Linked DNA regions of Capra hircus: region 2 is linked to region 1. A link is a contact called in public Hi-C data. All regions are on one chromosome and are shown on one strand. The core of a region is the stretch at or near the end of the contact, and the rest is flanking DNA. Distances in the headings are between cores, read along the strand shown. Region 1 holds the start of CHSY1 (chondroitin sulfate synthase 1). Region 2 has its middle 160 kb from the start of LRRK1.

Evidence for each region. Hi-C and Micro-C count contacts between places; a contact is called where the count stands out from the background.
Region 2: a contact with region 1 is called in a Hi-C map of blood, with 2.4 times the contacts expected there. The contact joins the enhancer-like site here to the promoter of CHSY1 in region 1. A contact is called at or near these places in 4 of 5 Hi-C or Micro-C datasets (blood and liver).

Annotation. Positions count from the first base shown.
Region 1 is chr21:4,511,127-4,513,991 of ARS1.2, forward strand. CHSY1 (chondroitin sulfate synthase 1) reads left to right here and starts at 1,370. Exons shown (of 3, transcript XM_018066428.1): 1 at 1,370-1,700. The coding sequence starts at 1,378.
Region 2 is chr21:4,700,914-4,703,778 of ARS1.2, forward strand. No RefSeq gene overlaps it. Among named protein-coding and RNA genes, the nearest start is that of LRRK1, 160 kb to the right of the region's middle. Within about 2 kb of position 1,433, at least 2 of the 5 cell types and tissues checked have an H3K27ac peak or open chromatin away from gene starts, as enhancers often do.

The sequences.
Region 1 (2,865 bases), core at 120-2,619:
TAATTTACACAAATATTTGTTGTGTGGTCATTTCATCAGCTTTTTGTTACCTTAGCTGTTTTAAGAAGAAGTGCATAGAATTCAAAATCCATCATAGAGAAGCCGGTTCTCAAAAACTGTTTTTAGAAACCCATGGCACTTCTATGGATGGATGATGTTAAAACACAAAGACTCAGACTAGAGAAACTGATGAGTTTCTACGTAGAATGTAAAGAAAAAGCGTATTAACACCATCTACCATTTCTTCAACATCCTTTAAATGCTGCTAGTGTTAGAAGGTTGGACACTGAGTATAGCTTTCTTTTTCTTTCTGTTTTTAGCTTGGAAACCAGTAGCAGAGAACAAGGTAGCTGAATTCACGGTTCATTCTGCAGTCATGCACGTTTCAAACGGTTCCTGAGCTGTTTATGCTACACATGCTCGCTCGTACCCACAGAGCTGCGGGAACAAAGATACAGTGTGAATCGGGAGGACGCAGGGAAGGTGGCCGGAGAGGTCCGCCCGGCTGGAGGGCTGGGCGTGGGGAGGCGGGTGTGTCTGAGGACAGTGTGTGCAGGAGGAACGCGCGGCTCGTCCTCCACGAGTGCACTGTTCGAGGACCAAGAAGCCCCTTCTTAGAAATCCCTGATAAGATCCACGTTGGCGCAGCGTCTCGCGGCAGCCGGAGGCCGGGCGGAACGGCCTAGAGCCAGCGCCGCGCGCCGCAGCAGGGATGCCCCGGCGGGGCGGGTAACGGGCGGCCGGGCGCCTCGCTCCCGGCCCCAGGCGGCGCCGCGCCCGACCCACGCCCCCTCCGCCCGGGGCCGCCGCAGACCGCGCGGGCGGGGCTCTGAGCTGGGCTTTCTTTTTCGGGCAAACTTTCGCCACGTGAACCGCCCCCCATTCACTGCCGCGCCAATCGCGCGGCGCGGACGGATCCCGAGCGGGGCCACAGCGCACCGCCCCCTGCGCGCCGTGCGTGACGTGCGGCGCCCCCGCGGCGATGGCGCGCGGAGCCGGACGATGAGCAGCGGCCGCGCCGGCGCCGGCCACGGACATCAGCGTGCCGCGCGCAGCGCCAGCGGAGCCGAGCGCCCGGGGGGCGCCGCGCGGGGAGCCGAGCCGGCCGGGGAGCGCGGGGCGCGGGGCGCGGGCGGGGGGCCGCGGCCGGCGCGCGCTGGGCATGCTGCGCCCCTGAGGGCGGGCGCGCGCGAGCGGGACCGAGCGCCGGCGCGGGGCCTGCGGGCGGCCCGCGCTCCGCGATGGGCACGGCGGGCCCGCCGCAGCCGCGGCGCTGCCCGGGCGGGGCCGCGTAGGGCGGGCTGGCCTCGGCGGGCGGGCTGAGGGCGCGCGGAGCGGCGGCGGCGGCGGCGGCCCGGCGGGCGGAGCGGCGCGGGCATGGCCGTGCGCGGCCGGCGCGCCTGGCTCAGCGTGCTGCTCGGGCTTGTGCTGGGTTTCGTGCTGGCCTCGCGGCTCGTGCTGCCCCGCGCCTCCGAGTTGAAGCGGGCGGGCCCGCGGCGCCGCGCCAGCCCCGAGGCTTGCCGGCCCGGGCAGGCGGCCGCGGTGCCCCTGGCCGGCGGGGCGCGCGGGGATGCGCGCGGGCAGCGGCTCTGGCCCCACAGCGAGGCCCAGGATGGCGTCCCGCGCGACAGGAACTTTCTCTTCGTGGGAGTCATGACCGCCCAGAAGTACCTGCAGACCCGCGCGGTGGCGGCCTTCAGGTGAGTCCCCGCTCCCGGGCGGCGTCCAGCATCCGAGCGCGCTGCCCCGCGGCCCGCGTGCGGCGCGCGCCTTTGCCTGCCTCCCAGACCCGGCGCTCGCTGGGTTTCCGTGGGGCCGCTGTGCCCCGTGGGGCGTGCCGGGCGTTGGCAGCGGGCTCAGGGGCCGTATAGCGAGCGCAGCGCTCAAAAGCAGGGGCTTTGGGGTCCAGCGGACCAGCGTGGCCCCTCTGGGTGTAGTCTTCACGCGGACTTTCTGCTCCGCGCTTCATCTTTTCTTGTCCTAGTCCTTTCCTTTGTTGAATGAGCACCACGGAACATTTCCAAACACCCATAAGAGTGTTCGGAAAACTCAGCACAATAATGGTAATTGTGGTGGCAGCGGGGGTTATTATTCGAGGCTCTGAAACCTGCACTTTTAGCCTTGCAGAACTAGAGCCTGTGTAAGTTAATTTGGTCAGAGGCCTTCCACTTTTAGTTTTCACTGTTGGGACCATTCTGGTAAATGGAAGGGGTACACGCTGCACACTCAACCCCACCAGACTTTTGTAATTGGAAAGAGAACCTTTGGGAAAGCAGTTCTTGGCTCATGGTAGATTTGTTGTTAACTAGCCCAGTTTAGTGACGTGTGTGTTATCCGGTATCTGGGTCCTAGTTGGCCATATGAGTCAGAAAAGTGGCTGGAATCATGTTCAGGATTAACAAAGGGATTAGCCAAAGTAATCTTTAGAAGAGTGAAAGAGAGATGATATTGGAATGAATTTGAGGTAGAAGAGGGATGTATTAATAGATTCAGTAAAGAGATTTAATGGAAACCTTATCTGTGTGAACTACAGAAATGCTTACTCTACAGATAACATTTGGTATTCATCCAACCACAGAGCAAACCAACCTGAGAGGTCTGCTGGGAATGGACTCTTAGAGCAGTCATTACTGAGAGAGGCCAAGCTGGTGGTTGTTCTTAATTTATAACCATCACCTGTATAACTTCGGCTTTTAACTGTAGTCCTGGTCTAAATTTTCAGGCATTAGATGTTGTGAGGAGAAAAGCATATTTGGGGCTCCGTTCCTCTAAAGGAGGAGGAAAAGGGTTGAAAAGGAAGGTAGAGAGCAGTAGAGAAAGTCTGCCTTTTCAGTGCATTGATTCCCATTCCTGTGTTTCCACTGG
Region 2 (2,865 bases), core at 183-2,682, 190 kb after region 1:
TTGCTGAGCACAGGCCAGCAAATCCAGCCCTGGAACTCAGCCAGTGTGAACGGCCAGCTCTCAGCTGCCAGTGCCTTCCTTGAGCCTGGGAAGATGCAGGCCATTTCTGCCTGGCAGGGTCTGCTGACTTTGGTTCCCTGGGCTGTGAGGGCTCACAGTAAAGCTACCCTGTAGGAGGCAGCTCCCATGGCCCCGAGCCTGGGTCATTATCTGTTAAAGAGAGACTAACTCTCCAAAGGACTAATGGCATCTCGCTTCCTGGCAGCATTCATGAAAGGGGAAGGGGGTGGTTAACCCAGCTTTCAGGACGCTTTCCTTGGCCACTCGTGTAGTTTCTGTTGTTGCATAACAAGTCACCCCAACTTCGTAGCATACATCCAGCTTCCTATCTTCACAGTTCTCTGGTCCAGAATGTGGACAGGGCACAGGAGACTGGCTTGCCTCAACCCTGTAACATCTGAGGCCTCAGAGCCTCAGGTGACAACCGAAGGTAACCAGATAGCAGGAGTCATCTGAAGGCAACCGCCATCTTGTTTCCTTCACATGGTGCTGGTTTCTGACCGTGACCTCACCTGGGGCTGCTGGTCAGAGAGCATACACATGGCATCTCTGTGGGGCTTCAACTTCCTCCCAACATGGTGGCTTCACCACAGTCAGACTCCTACCTGGGGCTCAGGTTCCCAGAGGTGAATGCCCAGCTTCATTCCTTTTCTGACTGAATGTTGCAGGGCTACCCACTCCAGTATTTTTGGACTTCCCTCGTGGCTCAGCTGGTAAAGAATCCACCTACAATGAGAGAGACCTGGGTTCGATTCCTGGGTTGGGAAGATCCCCTGGAGAAGGGAGAGGCTACCCACTCCAGTATCCTGGCCTGGAGAATTCCATGGACTAGTCCATGGGGTCACAAAGAGTCAGACATGACTGAGCCACTTTCACTTGGAAGTCACACAACTTCATTCCATTGATTACAAGCAAGTCACCGGTCCTCTAGATTCAAGGGAGGGGGTATAGGTCCCCACCAGCACCCTGATGAGACAAAGTCAAAGCCAGTTGCAGTAAAGCTCAGAGATGAGAGATACTGTCGAGCTTTGGGAAATACAGCGGCACGCAGCACTCACTGTCTTTTTTTTCTCCACTCTGCCCCAGTCACAGTTTAGCTGCACAGATGGCCTTGGCCAGGCCTCTTCGGTGCCTTCTTCTGTGCTTCATGTCTGTGGGGCAGGTCCTCACAGGCCCACCAGGGAGGCCCCTGCACCTCTGCCTGTCTCACCATGGCTGGACTAAAGAGGTGCGTTCAGGGTTAAGTGGAGCTCAGGGGGCCTCATGGTTCAGTGGAGGATCGCTGGCTGCCCGCCCCCTCCTACCTCCCTCATAATCCACAGCCGTTCATGAGGCTCTGGGTCTTGAGTTTCTTGGCTCTGAACCTACAGCTCCGGAATGAGGGGAGCCGGGGCAGAGCCCAGGGGCCCTGAGACTCCTGCATGGCTGTCATGTAAGGGGCAGGCTGTTCTTTGTGGGGACGAACTGCAGTTGTGCTCCCTGTTGCCCTCGTTGGCTGAGAACATTTGAGGAATTCATCTGAGAACAGTGCAAGGATGAGAAGGTCCTAGTTGTGAGGACTGTGGAAACTCTGTAGTTTCAGAAGCTGCCTGCACTGAGAGACTCTCACAGGAAAAGCGTTTGGGTTCCCAGACTTCCCCTCCAACCCTTTGTCTGCTCCTGATATGTTGCTGACCCTCACCCTGTGAAAACCCCCAGAGTGGACATGTGGCCCTACTGGGGCTTGCACCTGGTCCACGTGCTAGAGAGAAAAGCAAAGCATGTGCACACACACACACACACACACAGAAACACCCAAGCAACAAATACCACACACCACACTGACACATACCCACACCGTACACACAAATGCACACCACCCCGCCCAACGCATACACAGTGCCCAGACATGTAACCATACCATGCACCACACCCCCCACCCCCCAACACTTACAGACACACACCCACATCACACACACATGCCTACACATGTACACACACCCACAGAAAATACTCCTCACCGGCCTGTGACATATACAGAAACCAGGTTGCATTTTAAACGATTTCTAGTCCATGAGGAATGCAAGGTATTGATGAGAAAGTTCCAGGAAGTGCAGCGAAGAGAGCCCGCCGGCTTCCCCTTCAGCCGCTCCGCAGGGCACAGCAGGGCTCCTGTGGCAGCTTCAGGGTCTGTGTTTACATGTGTCCACACACAGCCACAGGGCTCCTTCTTCCCCACATGGTCATACTCGGGAATACTTGGTAAAGTAAACTCATCAAGCCCACAAACTCTTCTCAGAGGGCTGCGAGCCCGGGCACCCATTGCTTTGCAGGCCCTGGCGGCGGCGCCAGGCAGAAAGGCGGGGCTGGGCCGCCGGAGCGGGGCGCCCTCTGGCCGCAGGTCGGGGAACCGCTGCTGCCGGCCTGGGGAAACCGCGGGACCCCGCAGAGGCCCTCGGACACTCGCCGCTTTTCCTGGGCTTAGGGACGGTTCTTATGTCTCCGGAAAGTGCATGTCTTTGTGGGCAAGCCCCAAGCTGCTGCTTACCGTGGTTGACCAGCTTCAACCATGGGAGAGGCCTTACAAAAGGGAGCCATCCTCTCTGTCTGGGGCCTAAAGGTGGCCGGGGAGGAGTGGCTTTCCAGGAGGAGCCTCTGACTCCTACCTCCACATTCCCCTGGCTCAGGGTTCCCCCACCTGTCTCCCCATAACATATGTCCTCTGGGTCCAGCCGCTGACCTTGATGTAACTTGTTCTCGAGGACTAGGAAGGGTTGAAGATCGGGGAGGTCTTGCCATGATTTTGTTTACAGCCGGCTCTGCTTC